2 separate regions of the Rattus norvegicus genome follow, and region 1 is linked to region 2. A link is a contact called in public Hi-C data. All regions are on one chromosome and are shown on one strand. The core of a region is the stretch at or near the end of the contact, and the rest is flanking DNA. Distances in the headings are between cores, read along the strand shown.

Region 1 (7,793 bases), core at 235-2,734, 87 kb after region 2:
TGACCTCAAGTGATGCTGTGTGAACAGTGGGCTCACCAATGACAAGGGGTGTAGAATACATTTAATTGAGGTCTGAGATGGCTCAGTGGTTAAGAGCACTGACTGCTCTTCCAGAGGTTCTGAGTTCAAATTCCAGCAACCACATGCTGGCTCACTACCATTTATAATAAGATCTGATGCCCTCTTCTGGTATGTCTGAAGATAGCAGCGACCGTGTACTTATATATAATAAATAAATAAGTAAATAAATAAATCTTAAAAAAAAAACATTTAATCTCAATCCTCCTTAGTCTCTTCTGTTCCAAGACAAAAAACTTACAACTCTTATTTTTATAAAAGTCTTATTGAACACTAGGGCTGAGCAGGTATCTACCCTCTGTGCTATTGAAATCAATAACCCCATCAACAACCCCATTTTAGACTTTGCCATGTCCCATCTGGGCAGCTCTTAACTCCAACTGGCCATCCCTCATGGCCGTGTTTTCATGACTCACCTACCCCCATGGCAGCTTCTTCCTGGGCACCTTTCTCTCTCCTCATGGCTCTCCTGGGAACCCCAAGCCCCACCCATGCCTCTCCTTCTCAGCTATTGGCTACCAGCATCTCTATTTGGCCAATAGTTTTAGATTAAGGAGCAAGGTCACACTGTACTTGCAGAGTCTCTTGTCCCTGGGAGGAACCAGGCCTTGGGGGCCAGCATTTAGCATTAAAAACCACATAGCCGGGGTTGGGGATTTAGCTCAGTGGTAGAGCGCTTGCCTAGGAAGCACAAGGCCCTGGGTTCAGTCCCCAGCTCCGGAAACAAAACAAAACAAAACAAAACAAAACAAAACACAACACATAGCCAAGACCAAACCTCAACAAAGGTGCTCTTTCCTGCTTGCAGGTCAGGCCCTGTATCAGGGAACTGGCTAAAGAGTCTAGTAAGTCCAAGGTTAGACCCAGGCTCAGGGCACTAAGCTGGGACATCCTGATGTTTCATATCTGTCCCATCTGATGCAGTGGTCACTAAGCCTTCCTTTGCAAAGCTGGATGAGCAGGCCAGTGGTTCTTTTGAAGTCATGTCAATGAACGGAGTCTTACAGGGGATTCTCAGCTGAATGATTGGAATTCTGAACCTCTCTGCTGTCTCTTGGATGACAACATGGTGATCCAATCCTAGGAATTATCCATGACTGAAGAGAACAGGCTCTTTCCTGCTGCATGGATTCCCAAGATGAAGTGGGGGTCACACCAGATCCTCTGTGGTCATGACTCTGAGGCCTGGGCTTACCCTTCTCCCCTGGCTGAGAGAAGGAAGAAGGAAACTCACCCCTGAGGCTGCACCCAGGACACGATGTGTGTGTGGCCCATGGGTCACTGATCCAATGCCTAGGATGCTTGCCTTCCTTCCTCTCAGGTTTGAGAGGCTTCCTCACACCCCTGCCATTCTGTGTCACGGGGACAGGCCTCCATGGCTTCTCAGGGACAGAGGGAGTCAAAGGGCAGGTGGACAACGCCAACCTGAGCTCAGTGCTACAGTGCCTGCCTAGCAGCTGCAAGGTCCTGTTGCAAAAACTAAAAAATCAATTTGCACCTCACAGAGTCTCACACGTCTCTTTATCCCGCACAGCGAAGGATAAAGGAAGCTTGCCAGGAGATACACCATACCTGCAGGCCCAGTGAGCAAAAGACACAAGAGAGCTCCCTCAGAGTCCAGGCAAGGGCTTTCTCACGGTAAGAGCTGCTCAACCAAAAAGATTTGGCAGGAGATTTCTGGCAACTGGCTAAGCCAGGCAGCATGAGCAGGCCCAGCTCTTCAGCTGCACACTTGGAAAAAAGGCAAACATGAAACAGGCTAGTGGGGAACAGAGCTGTGATTCCTCTCCAGCAAGACTCTGGGGTCTGGACTACCTCGAAGCTTCCAGGGGTTACTAACTTCCCCACCAGAGGGCTTGGGTAGGCTAGCTCTCTTCTAATAGGACCCAAGGCTAAAAATAAAAACAGTCAGCCAGGTAGAGCACGGTCGCTCAGTCATTATCCACCAGTTCAAGCAAATCTGCTGTAAACCGGCCACAGCTAAAAATGCTATGGTTTTTGGAAGACAGGTGTGTTAAACCCTTCCCCAGGTCCCAGCAGGGCCCAGAAGTAGCCCTCCACCCAGAGGGACAATGTCTTCAATGGTGCTTTGAGTCAGGTGGACAGGACTCTTCTACTCTCACCCTCCCACAAAAACAGAAAACTGGGGATGGGATGGGTCCCACTGACTGAGTCTGAGCCTTAGCCCTTCTGCCAGAGGGAAGGGTGAACACCAGGAGGAGGGGCACCCACCCAGGACGGAGAGGCAGAAGTGGGTCAGAGAAAGGACACCGAGGTCACTCATTCTGGATTCCTATCTCTTTATTTGTGGGATGGGATACCATGGCCAGACTAAGTGAAAAGTCCCCGATTCTCAGTTTTTGAAATCCCCAGTCCTGACTCAGGCTCAAGGAATGACGGATAGTCCCAGGGAAGGACAACGAGGAGCCTTCCATAGCCCCTCTGCCTCCACCCGCCTCTCTCTCACACTTTCTGTCCTAAAGGCACAAATCGGGGTTGGGGATTTAGCTCAGTGGTAGAGCACTTGCCTAGCAAGCACAAGGCCCTGGGTTCGGTCCCCAGCTCCGGAAAAAAAAGAAAAAAAAAAAAAAGGCACAAATCTAACCACAGGCGGCCCGCCCTGCCAGGAGCAGGAGCACAGCAGCCACCAGCTCCCAGTAACAGAAGCTTTCTGGAACCATCCACCTAGAATCCTCTCACCCAGCACTTTCCATTCTGAGTGGGACTTCACACCATCTCCCCACTTGGTAACCCAAAATATCCAGTCGCTTAATAAAACGGCTGTGTGCAGCTTATGGCTAACGCTGAGCAATCAGGCGTCTGCGACGCCCCCTGCTGCTGAGTGGCCATTACTTAATAGACGACGATTAGGGGCTGGAGAGATGGCTCAGCAGTTAAGAGCACCCGACTACTCTTCCAGAGGTTCTGAGTTCAAGTCCCAGCAACCACATGGTGGCTCACAACCATCTGTAAAGAAATCCGATGCCCTCTTCTGGTGTATCTGAAGACAGCTACAGTGTACTTATATATAATAAATGAATAAATCTTAAAAAAAAAAAAATAGACGACGATTAAAGGCCATAAAAAAACAAAACAAAACAAAACAAAAAACAAAACTCACCCAAAGTAACACCAAAGCCTTGTTGGCTGTGGGAAGAGGCCTGCCAGCACAGAGCTGGAAGAGGGTCCCCCCAACACAGAGATGCAGACACGAGCCACCTGGCAGCCCAAGCCTTTAGCTGGCTCGAAGTCTTTAAATGTGCAGTGAATTCTGTGACCACACAGTGTTAAACCAAAAAGCCAGTTTTAAATTTTGATGATGTAGACTTCCTGAGGAAGAGGGGGGTAGGTGCTCCCTTTCCTGTCCGTGCTCCCACAGCGAGTCTCACTGGAAACGGGAGGTTGGATGTCAGCTGCCTGGCTCCCTTCCCAGCCGCTCCAACTCCAGAAGCAGTTTTGGATTACACAGGGAATTCACACTGAGAAGTGGCAGGGAGAGGGAGACTGGTTCCTAACACGCTGCTGTGTAGCAAGGGTGACCTTGAACTTCTGATCCTCCTGCCTCCACCTGTCCGGGGCTGAACTACAGGCCCGCTGCATCCTGTCTTGCTTATGTGGTGCTGGGGTTTGAACCCAGGACTTCCCGCATGCTGAGCAAGCATTTTAATTACCATGAGAGCTACACCAGCGCCACCCCCTCCTCCTTTTAAAAAATCGCCTTTTTCAGAGCCAGGTGTGGTGGCACACAACTTTAGTCCCAGGACTCTGGAGGCAGAGCTCCGTGAGGCCAGCCTGGTCTACATGTGGTGTTCTGGGACAGCCAGGGCTACTCTGAGAAACCTTGCCTCAAAAAAACAAACAAACAAAAAAAAAAAAAAACCAAAAAAAAACCAGGAAGACACGACAATCACGTATGTGCTGTGTATGTATTTAGTGCGTATTCATACTTCAGGATGAGTGTGGAGGTCTGAGGGTAACTAAGAGTTCTCCCACCACATGGGTCACAAGCACCGAATTGAGGTCGACAGACTCGGAGGGAGGTGGCTTTACCGAGAGTCATCTTACGGGCCCGTCCTCCATGTTGCACCCCCCAAATACTCAGGGTCAACCAGTCCTGACTCCTGGGGAGAGAGATCATGGACGTAGCTCCTGTAGACCATTCCTTAGCTCTCTCTCCCCAGGAGAGAGAAACACGTATAGAAACATTTCCCTTGACCCACTCTTAATTAAGAGAGCTGCTCTGGGCAGCGCTTCTCCACGAGACCCCACAGACCAGCCTTGCCAGAAGGGGGTCATTCAGCAGGGGCAGCAACCTCGGACTGACCACCAGGAAGCTCCAGATCGAGAAGCTTCTCCTGGAAACAGGAGTCCATCCTGACAGAAAGTGCTAAACGTGGAGGCAGAACTCAAGATAGAGAAAAAAGCACCTCGGTCAGTCTGGGCTGCATCAAACGCTGAAAGCCACTCTGGGCATTTTTGTTGGGCGCTATTTCAAAATAAAACCTAAAAAGGCCGGGGGTGTGTCTCAGTGGCGAAGGAAGTGCCTGCCTTGGATTTGCGCAGGGCCCTGAACTCAGCAAAGGGAAGGAGGCTGGGGGTGTGGCTCAGTGGGCAGAGCGTTTGCCTGGCAGACATGATGCCTGGGTTTGGTCCCCAGCACCACATAAACCAGACAAGGTGGCACATGCCTGTGCTTAGAGGGTTGAGGCAGGGGGATCAGAATCTCAATGTTATCCACAGCTACACATCGGGTTGGACCCCGGCCAGGGCTACTTGATGTCCTATCTCAACCAATCAACCAACAAACAACACCCCCAAACCAACTGCGCCGTTCTGAGGTAACCCTCAGTAACTTGGATCAGCTTCTCTCCATTGCTGTTTCCTTGTTTCTCTCCTTACCGAATCCCCCATAACCGGACATAGTTCCCCTTGGCAGATGGAGGCTGCCTTCTGCACACTTGGGGATAGAGGCCGATTTATCAAGTAATTAAATTTGTTGCGATTTGTCTCCTGACAATCCCTGGTCACTGGCCAGTTGAAACCGCTTCTTTTCACGGTAGGGGACAAAGATAAACCATTCTTTGAAGAAACCTCATCAGCAGGAGACAACTGTTCCACCGAGAGAGGAAACAGATTCCCACTCAAGAGAACACCGGGGTGAGGAAGTAGACTGGTGAGACCCAGAGAAGCCAAACACAAGGACTGCCAAGCCTTCATCTCCGAGAAGAAGATGTGGGAGCTAGAGGGACAGCCCAGGGTCAGGAGCACTGGCTGCTTTTGCAGATGACCTGAGGTCCATTCCCAGCCTACATGAAGCAGCTTATGACCTGTACTTTAGTTGCAAAGCATCCAATGTCCTCTTCTGGTGTCCCAGGGTACCGTATGCATAGGGTACACAGACAAGCCTGCAGGTACACACTCACACACACAAATAAAAATCAAAAGGGGATTGGAGAGACAGCTCAGTGGTTAAGAGCACTTGTTGCTCTTCCAGAGGACTTGAGCTTGATTCCCAGCACCCTTGTCAGGTGACTGACTCACAACCACCTGAAACTCTAGCTCTGGGGGGATCCAGTGTTGCCCCCTGGCTTCATACTCAGATGGACACAATGAACAAGAACAAAATCTGAAAAATTATTTAAGTTTTCAGAAAACAAACTACAATATGGGGCCAAAGAGATGATGACCGGGTGCTAAGCGGTGGCTACTCTAGCACAGGACCTGGGCTCAGTTCCCGGCACTCACACAACTGTAGCAGTGAGTTTGGGCTACACCACTTTGGCTCTCAATGGATCACACTCATGCACCCAGCCAGGACCCATCACAAATGGAAGACACAGACAGACAGACAGACAGACAGACAGACAGACACACACACACACACACACACACACACACAGAGACAGAGAGAGACACCCCAACTAATTTTAAAATGCCTTGGATACCTCAAAGTCTGGGTACTCCTAAACCTTCCCCTGCTAACTTAGGGCCAATTGGAGAAGTGGCCTGGCCAGCGGCCACTTACCTGAATTCTTACATGGTTCATTGGCTCTCTCTTGCAGCTCCTACATCATCCGTCACCCACAACATTCTCCTCCCCAGTGTCCTAGCCATCACAACTGTAAGGGCCCTGCCCCATCTTCCTTTGCCCAGCCATTGGCCACTGGCATCTTTATTGACCGATAGAAAACCAACTGGAGACAAGGACCTTTAGGGTTTGGACATACGGATTCCCGATTGAATCAAAGCGTTGGAACCAATCTCCGACACAGTTCACAACCACCCGTAACTCCACTTCAAGAAGGCCTGATGCTGTCTTCTGACCTCGCTGGGGAACAGGCATGCGAATGGTGCATACACGCAAGCAAAACATGCACACAAATAAAAATGATCAAAGAGCAACTTAAAAAACCACAATTCACTGATATTTATAAATATAAGAAATGAGAGAAAGAGACCCTACCTAGGAAGAGGCAACCAGTCACCCAAGAACAAGACTTGTTCTTTCTCATGGGAGCCTACGACAAGTGCAGATGGCGGCCCAGTGGGAAAGTACCAGTCACACAAGTCTGGCAACTGAATTTAACCCCAGGACCCAGGTCAAATTGGACACAGCAAGAGAAAGCTATAACCGGGGGAGGGGTGATGAAAAAGAATCCCAGAAGGCTTTGAGGGCTAGCCTGGTGTACCTAAGGGTGAGCGACAAAGAGACTCTGTCTCAAACAAAGTGGAAGTCAAGGGCACACGCTGTAGATGGTCCTCTGACTTCTGCACACACACACACACCTGAGTGGGCGCACACACAGATGAACCAACGCACCAGCCAGTTGAAACAGAGTCCACTCTCCGATATCAGACTGTTCACACTGGTCTAGCCTCAGCACCTCCTCCCCCGGGTGGGATACCTTAAGAGCACCGCAGAGTTCCACGGTGTCTGCATCATCCACCACCGTGATTCTGAAATTGGGCGTCTGCAGCAGCTCTTTGAAGAGAAGGCCGTTCTGCAACACTTTGCTGCCTATAGGAGAGCCAAAAAGAAAAAAAAAAAATTAGCGATGTCCCCTGTGTCACACACACACACACACACACACACACACACACACACACACACACACGCAGAGAAAAGGCACACAGCTATGGAGACAAAACCTCAGCTCTCACCTCTAAGTGAACAAGAGAGTTACAGCTGAGTGACTATGACCTGGAGCACAGGTTCAGGCTGCCCCAAATCCCATGCTCCACCAGGGTAATAGGCTCCCGAGCCTTTTCTAGATCCAGAAGTCAAGAGTCAAAGCGCCTTTGAAATACACCAGTGGGAGCATCAGGGAGTCACAACAGTCGGGAAAGGCTTTGTTACAGGTTCCAGGTGCCACCTCGTGTCGTCCTTAGCTCTTGGCTTGGTAGACACCAGCAGTCTGTTAAGTTGGCTCATTTCAAAAGGTTTTATCTGGTCGTCACAGGATGTTAGAGACAGACACACGGGTGGTTAACACTCGGCTAAAGATAGACCAAGATAATTTGGCTCTGTAACACCCCAACTCTCCAGAGTTCAATCAAGTCAATTGTGGCATCTTTAACACAGGTGTGGTTAGGTTTTTTGTTTTGTTTTGTTTTGTTTTAAGGAAAGCCCACGTAAGGGTGGAAGGAGAGAACCAGCTCCCCAGAGTTGTCCTCTGACCTCAACATGTGGGCTTGGCAAAAACCCCTAGCTCTAC
Region 2 (7,342 bases), core at 2,681-5,180:
TCCACCCAGAGAACAACAGGAAGCCTAGAAGATCATCTGTGGATTCTGGGTCCTCGGCAAAGAAGCTGTAAAGAAAAGTCGCTCAGGCGTGCAGTGGAGCTCGTTAGGCACAGTGCTTGCCTCTCCAAAGGCCCGAGTTTGATCCCCAGCACCCACATAAGTATTCGGATGTGGTGGGGTTTGGTGGAAAAAATGAGGTGAATGGCTCCAGGAGAACAGTACTTGATAAGGTTGTCCTCTGGCCTCCACGTGCGCGCGCGCGCACGCACGCACGCACGCACACACACACACACACACACACATATGAACACACGCCATGTGATCGCTTAAAATCCCATGGACTTTCACAAGTCCTTGTCACAAGGCTCTATGTGACTGAGGTTGCGATATTAGTTTGGAACAATCTGTTATCACACGCCATGTAATGTGACCCCCCCCCCCCAGACACACTGTGTAGGACATGCTATAGTTTTGCTAAGGTGAATAGCATATGCCTCACCATAGTCTCTCTGAAAATATCTTGAGTTATCTCTACTTGGAAAAGTCTTTTGCCTGAAGCGATCGAGATGATTCAAGACACAGTACATTGGAGTTGATTCAGCCTCAGACAGAAGGCCGAGAAGGAAAATGTGAAGGGCAATCCAAGCTGCACCGTGGGTACCTGAGTCATGCTAGCTCCCTCGGTGAGCTGAAGGCAGCGTTGTGATCGCCTCACAGAGGTCCCTGGTTCTTGGAAGATGTATACCAAGCTACTTAGGGAAGAAGGTCTATGTGCCTGCAACTCTCTATTATTAAACGAAAAAGGAAGCAAGGGTCAGTGAGATGGCTCAGTGGGCTAAGTCTGGTGAGCCGAGTTTGACCCTGGAGATTTACATGATAGGAGAGAACTGACTTCATGTTGTCTGCCAACTTCCAAAGCAATGCCTAGGCTACACACACACACACACACACACACACACACACACACACACACACACACACACACACACACACAAGCATAAAATAATTCATAAAATTTTAAAATAACCTACATACTCACACAAAGGGGTAGAGAACACGTAACTTGTAAATGTAAAAGAAGGCCAGATATGGAGTAGCATGCTGTTGACCCCAGCATTCAGGAGACAGAGAAGGTAACCAGGCCAGACCAATCAGGCAGGTTCCAGGTCAGCCTGGGGCATGTAGGGAGTCTCTGTCTCCAACAAAACGATTACATAAAGGACTTTGTATCATTCTTTCCATTTTCTCAAAGGTTGCTTAGATTTTCAAAATTAAAGTTGGTGACCTGGGAGCATTGCTCCGTGGCAGTGGGCTTACTCACTGGTGCACTGCAAAGCCGAAACACAGCCAACCAAAACTGAAGTTGAGGGAGAGCGAACAACCAAATACAGAATACTGCTGTGGAAAGCTAACCACACCAGGGGGTTCAGAAATGTATCACCTCCGGGAGCTAAGAATAAGACCCAAAAGCTACTTTCTGTCTCAAGTCTGAGACTAAACCCTTAGCTATGTTGTACTTGGAAACCTGACCCAGGAACACAACAGAAACAGGTGGGCCCAAGCGACACTGGTCAACTTCGTTACTATAAGAGGCGCTGATCTCAAAGTCTGGCTGCACTGCAGATCTCAAAGCGTTTATGCATTGGCTAAATGATCCCTAAGCACATATCAAATAAAAATTTGCAACTTGTTAGCACTAATGCTCTCAAGAGAATATTGAGACCCAGGAGAGGTCTCCACTCCCCAGAAAGCTATGACTACCAGCCATGCCAAACCAGACGGCAGGAGGGTCTGCAAGTTCGAGGCCAGCCTGGTCTACATAGTGCTGGGATTAAAGCATGAGCCACTATGCTGATATGAGGCCCAGGTTGACATCAGCTCTTACTTCTCTTGCCTTAGCTCCCCGAGTGCCTACACGTGGCTAGGTCTTATTTAATTTAATTAACAGAAGTTGAATGGAAGGGCATATTTAGATAAGGTCTCCTTATAAAGGGACCACTAAAAGAAAAATAAATTTTTTTTGAGATAGTTTCTCCATGTAGCCCTGGCTGTCCTGGAAATATCTTTGTTGACCAGGCTGACCTCAAACTTATAAATCTGCATGCCTCTGCCTCCTGAGAGTAAAGGCATGCGCCACCACTGCCTGGCTTCAAAAAAATTTTTTTAAAGACTGAAAATACTTCAGGAAAAAAGTTACCTTTTTTTTATTTTTAGATTTATTTATTATATGTATGTGAGTACACTGTCGCTGTCTTCAGACACACCCAGAAGAGGGCATCGGATCCCATTACAGATGGTTGTGAGCCACCATGTGGTTGCTGGGAATTGAACTCAGGACCTCTGGAAGAGCAGTCGGAGCTCTTAACCACTGAGCCATCTCTCCAGCCACACGTGTGTTTTTAATATGCGTTGTTTGTAATTTTAAAAGGGTTAATCTTGTTTTATACATGTGGAGGTCTTATCTGCATGTGTGTCTGTGCACCTCATCCATGCGGCCCTGCAACTGCCGGTACAGACAGTTGTGAGCTGCCAGGTGGGTGCTGGGAACTGAACCAGGGTCCTCTGGACGGGTAGCCAGTGCTCTTAACTGTTTTCTTTCCCATCCCAGCATCTCTACCTTAGATCCTTAGATCCTTATACAACCATGTCAGTTAGGTTACAGAACTGTTTGAGCTGTGAATGACCTCGCAGCCTGCTGGGGGAGACTGGTCTCCTGAATCACCTCTGCCCTGGAGTTTCTTGTCAGTCAGTTCGCCTGATTTTTTTTTTTTTCAGAGCTGGGGACCGAACCCAGGGCCTTGCGCTTGCTAGGCAAGCGCTCTACCACTGAGCTAAATCCCCAACCCCTGCTTGATTTTTTAAAATGAGTCTCACTCTGAGGCTCTAAGTAGATGGTGTCAGCCTTGAACTCCTGATTCTCTTGTCTCTGCCTTCCAAATGCCAGAGTTATGGATGTGCGCACCATCATACTGAGTCTGTAAATTAATTTCCAAGGCATTTTCCAAATCCTTCCCCAACACAAACTGTATCATCTCACATACGAGCTTTCATTTTTAACTGCCAAGTGCCCCTGAGTTGTAAGGACCCCTCCACCCCATCAACTACCACAAGCTAGTAATCAAGTCCTCTGAGAAGGCGAGGGAACAGCAGAAGAAATGCTATTTTATTTTTCCTCTTCAAAGTTTGTGCTCCGGAATGCTCACACCAGAAGTGAAAGGGGCTGATGCTCACTATGCACCCTCTGTGGGAGGCTCTCACTGTGTCTACATGGTCACAGAAGCTGATTCAGTGATGAGAATGGCCTGCTGAAAAGAGTAAGGATGGGGGCTGGGGAGACCCAGGCTCAGGGGGAAGGGTGGTAACTAGGTTCAAATCCAGAGCACTCAGAGAAAAGGCCAGCCATGGCTGTGGGTGTTCTGCTAACTTCAGCACTGAGTGGGGCTGGGGAAGGGGGACAGAAACAGGAGGAGGCTCAGAGGAATAAAGGGGACAGTGGTGTGGCGGGAGACTTATCACCCTGTCTGGCCTCCATGAATGGACACACACACACACACACAGACACACAGACACAGACACACACAGACACACACACACACACACAGACACAGAAAGAGAGAGGGGGGAGAGGGAGAGGGGGGAGAAAGAGAGAGAGGCATGCACGTGGATGTGCATAAAATGAGGGGATTTGCTTGATTTTCCTTTAAATCTGGGGTCAGCTTTCTAAGGATCATCTGTCTTCATCTGTCTTAGGAAGATTTGTATTCCCTGTTCAGTGATTTGCTCATAAATCTTCCAGAAGAGGCACAAACACAGGAGCTGGGAGGGAAGGCTGTGTTTAGGACCACTTATTAAAGTATTACAGTATGGAGATTGGGGAGGATGGCTCTGGCGCCCTCTGTTGGCCAGGCTAAACATTGTCATCCTCTGACCTACCTGAGCTGGCTTTGTTTGTGGTTGCCCTTCCCAACAAAATCTGAGTAACATGGGCAGGGTACCCCACCCCTGATCCCTCTGGCTCAGGGAAGAATACCAACATTTATACAGGCACCATTTCCAAGGCACCAGAGAATCCCAGAGGTCAGCACACAAACAGCCTTTGAGGCTGACAGGCAAGTTTTGACCAGAAGTGAAGACTGTCCTAGGACTGGAAAAGAGAAGCCTAAACCCAAGACAGGAAAATGGGTCCCAGATTATTTTGTCCCAGTGGAGAAACCCGATGTGTTTGTTAGCCAGCTTTCTGTACTGTAACAACTAATTACCTGAGATCATGGGATTATGGGGAGGAGAGGCATCAGGACAGATGTACACACAAGAAGAAAACCACTGGCCTTATAGCTGGAAGTCAAAAGAGAGAGGAAGAGGGGGCAGGGTTCTACAATCCACTGGGCCACCAATGACTTAAAGACTTCCTTCAGGCTCCAGTTCCTAAAGGTTTGACCATCCCTAAAGGAGCCAATATGAGGGCTATGTGGTTATCCCATGGTTCTATGCGGGACACTCGAAATCTAAATTGCAGGGGCTGGAGAGTTGACTTAGCAGCTAAGAATACTTTGTTGCTCTTGCAAAGGAGCTGGATTTGATTTCAAACACCCACATGACAGCTCGTAACCATCTAACAACTCCAGTCCCAGGAGACACAATGTTCTCTTCTACCTCTGTGGCCATCAGACATACCTGTAGGTAAACACCCATACACAGAAAACCATAAGATAAACAAAACATTTTTTAAAGATGTACTTATTATGTTTACAGCGATGCACCTGCATGTCTGCCTGCAAGCCAGAAGAGGGCACCAGATCTCATTACAGATGGTTGTGAGCCACCATGTGGTTGCTGGAAATTGAACTCAGGACCTCTGGAAGAGGAGACAGTGCTCTTAACCTCTGAGCCATCTCTCCAGCCCAATAAATAAAATTTAAACAAACAAACAAAAAACCCAAGATCTGGGGTTGGGGATTTAGCTCAGCGGTAGAGTGCTTGCCTAGGAAGCACAAGGCCCTGGGTTCGGTCCCCAGCTCCGAAAAAAAAGAACCAAAAAAAAAAGAGTAAAAATTTTGTTGGGGATTTAGCTCAGTGGTAGAGCACTTGCCTAGGAAGCGCAAGGCCCTGGGTTCGGTCCCCAGCTCCCAAAAAAAGAACCAAAAAAAAAAAAAAAAAAAAAAAAAAACCCAAGATCTAAATCACCACAGCAGGTATGCGTGACTCATTCACGCACTGACTACCCATCTGTAATCTGGCAGTGTTCATGCTCACTACTGAGGCACCACTGGGTCAGAGAGACGAGTCTACTCTTAGAAGGGCTGAGTTACCAGCATAACTCAGGGAAGTCAAACTGGCCAGTGTGACGGACTGCTGGAGAAGTCAGATGGGGGGATTTGCTGTATGTTCTCTGAAGCACAGAAGGGTACGTGGTCCAGAGAGAGCAGAAGACCCAACCACATAAAACATATGTTCTGACACGTCATTTTCATATATTAGTTTGTGAAATATATACATATATATATATCCTCTGCATATGATATAAGTGAAAAGGATGTGTGTATAGGCCGCCGCTTTTCCATTATAGGAAAGGTTGAAAATGAAACCTAAAGGCCATATGTGTTTCTATTTGCATAAAGGATTTCTCAACTGGTGGTGACTTTGCCCCCACTGGGGCCTTTGGCAATGCCTGGACATGCCTCTTACTGTCATGACTCAAGTTGGGGGTGTGCTACTGATATCTGATAGGTAGAGCCTAGGAATACTGTTGGGTACCCCACCATGTATATAAGAAAGCCCCCTCCGGAGTTTATCCAGCCCAGCGTATAGAAGGATCAACAAGCCTTTTTCACACCATGTGTACAACACAGGGTTAACAGAAGTGGGGAGTGGTTATCAAGTGTTTTTATCATACTCTGGTCATTTGATGTGTGATACATTAACTGGTCAAGGCCTATTTGAAAACCGAGTTTAATTTGGAAAAGACACACACACACACACACACACACACACACACACACACACACACACACACACACACCACAGTGGTAATGTGGAAAATAGGCAAGGGTCTCTAGTAAACTTCAGGAGCCCATGTTTCTCAGCTCCCTTCTCTGATCTGCACACATATGGACATGTACCAAGAGCTAGAATCAAGCACAAACCTTGACAGCCAGTTTCATTACTGCTCAATCACGATTACCTCATGGGACTAGTTAAAGTCAAAACAACTCTTTTGCATTTTTTAAAATTAGGTTCTCTCAATGTAGTCCTGGCTGACCTGGAACTTGATATATAGACAAGGCTGGCCTCAGATTCAGATACTCCCCTGCCTCTGTCTCTGGAGTATTGGGGTTGAAGGCATATGACACCACATTTGATTCAAAACAATTCGTAAAGCAACCCACAGTAGGGCTGAGTTTTGGAGCATCGGGAGTTATAGGCTAAAAGTAGGGGACCAGGAAAGTGGCCCAGTGGGCAAAGTGCTTGTTCTATGAGCACAGGAACCTGGGTTGGATCACTGGCACCTACATAAAAACGTTGGGTACAGGGGCTGAGGATTTAGCTCAGTGGTAGAGCGCTTACCTAGGAAGCGCAAGGTCCTGGGTTCGGTCCCCAGCTCCGAAAAAGAACCAAAAAAAAAAAGTTGGGTACAGCATCAGGCGCCTGCACCCCAGCATCAGGGTGCAGAGACAGGTGGACCATGGCTGGCAATGGAACTCCCTGACCAGCCCCCTGAAACAAAATGGCAAACTCCCTGTTCAGCAAAGAGACCCTAGCTCAAGAAATGAGGTAAGTCAGTTGGCCATGCACAAAAGGAAGATAAAAATAAAGCTGAGAAGAGGGGTGACAGTGGGAGAAGGAGGGTGAGAGGGAAGAAAAGGGGGGTGAAAAATGACCAAACTCCACTCACTAAATGTATGAAACTGTCAGACCAGAAATCCTGGGGAAAGGCAGAAAAGCAACGAAGATGTCCCTGTGTCAACCTCTGAACACACACACACACACACACACACACACACACACACACACTCACACACATGCATACTCACACACACACACTCACAGGCACAGACATTTAAACACACACAAACACATGCTCACACACACAAATACACAATCACACACACGAACACACAATCACAAATACAAATATAGTAACACACAGGCACACACAGGCATTCAAACACACATACATTCAAACATACACACTCACACAGACACACACACACACACTCACTCAAACACACACACACACACACACACAAACACACACATACATACAGCTAAGTGGACATTGCTTGTGAAAGAAAAAAAAATCTCATCAAAATTCCAAACTAAACACTCAACCATAAACCAATGA

The links. A called contact is a pair of places that touch in the nucleus more often than the background predicts.
Region 1: a Hi-C map of liver shows a contact between it and region 2, with 2.8 times the contacts expected there. The contact joins two enhancer-like sites. A contact is called at or near these places in 7 of 12 Hi-C or Micro-C datasets (the Rat2 cell line, Schwann cells, hepatocytes and 3 more) and 1 of 1 datasets of contacts at active chromatin or transcription factors (oligodendrocytes).

What each region holds. Positions count from the first base shown.
Region 1 is chr8:123,473,052-123,480,844 of GRCr8, forward strand. Gpd1l1 (glycerol-3-phosphate dehydrogenase 1 like 1) reads right to left here. Exons shown (of 8, transcript NM_001191885.1): 5 at 6,984-7,096. Among named protein-coding and RNA genes, the nearest start is that of Gpd1l1, 22 kb to the right of the region's middle. Within about 2 kb of position 1,485, at least 9 of the 93 cell types and tissues checked have an H3K27ac peak or open chromatin away from gene starts, as enhancers often do. A contact at or near this core is called in liver, where this site is marked.
Region 2 is chr8:123,383,236-123,390,577 of GRCr8, forward strand. All of the region lies in intron 1 of Cmtm8 (CKLF-like MARVEL transmembrane domain containing 8), which reads right to left. It overlaps LOC134480243 (a long non-coding RNA gene), which reads right to left. Exons shown (of 2, transcript XR_010054500.1): 2 at 5,966-7,342. Among named protein-coding and RNA genes, the nearest start is that of Cmtm8, 30 kb to the right of the region's middle. Within about 2 kb of position 3,931, at least 1 of the 93 cell types and tissues checked has an H3K27ac peak or open chromatin away from gene starts, as enhancers often do. A contact at or near this core is called in liver, where this site is marked.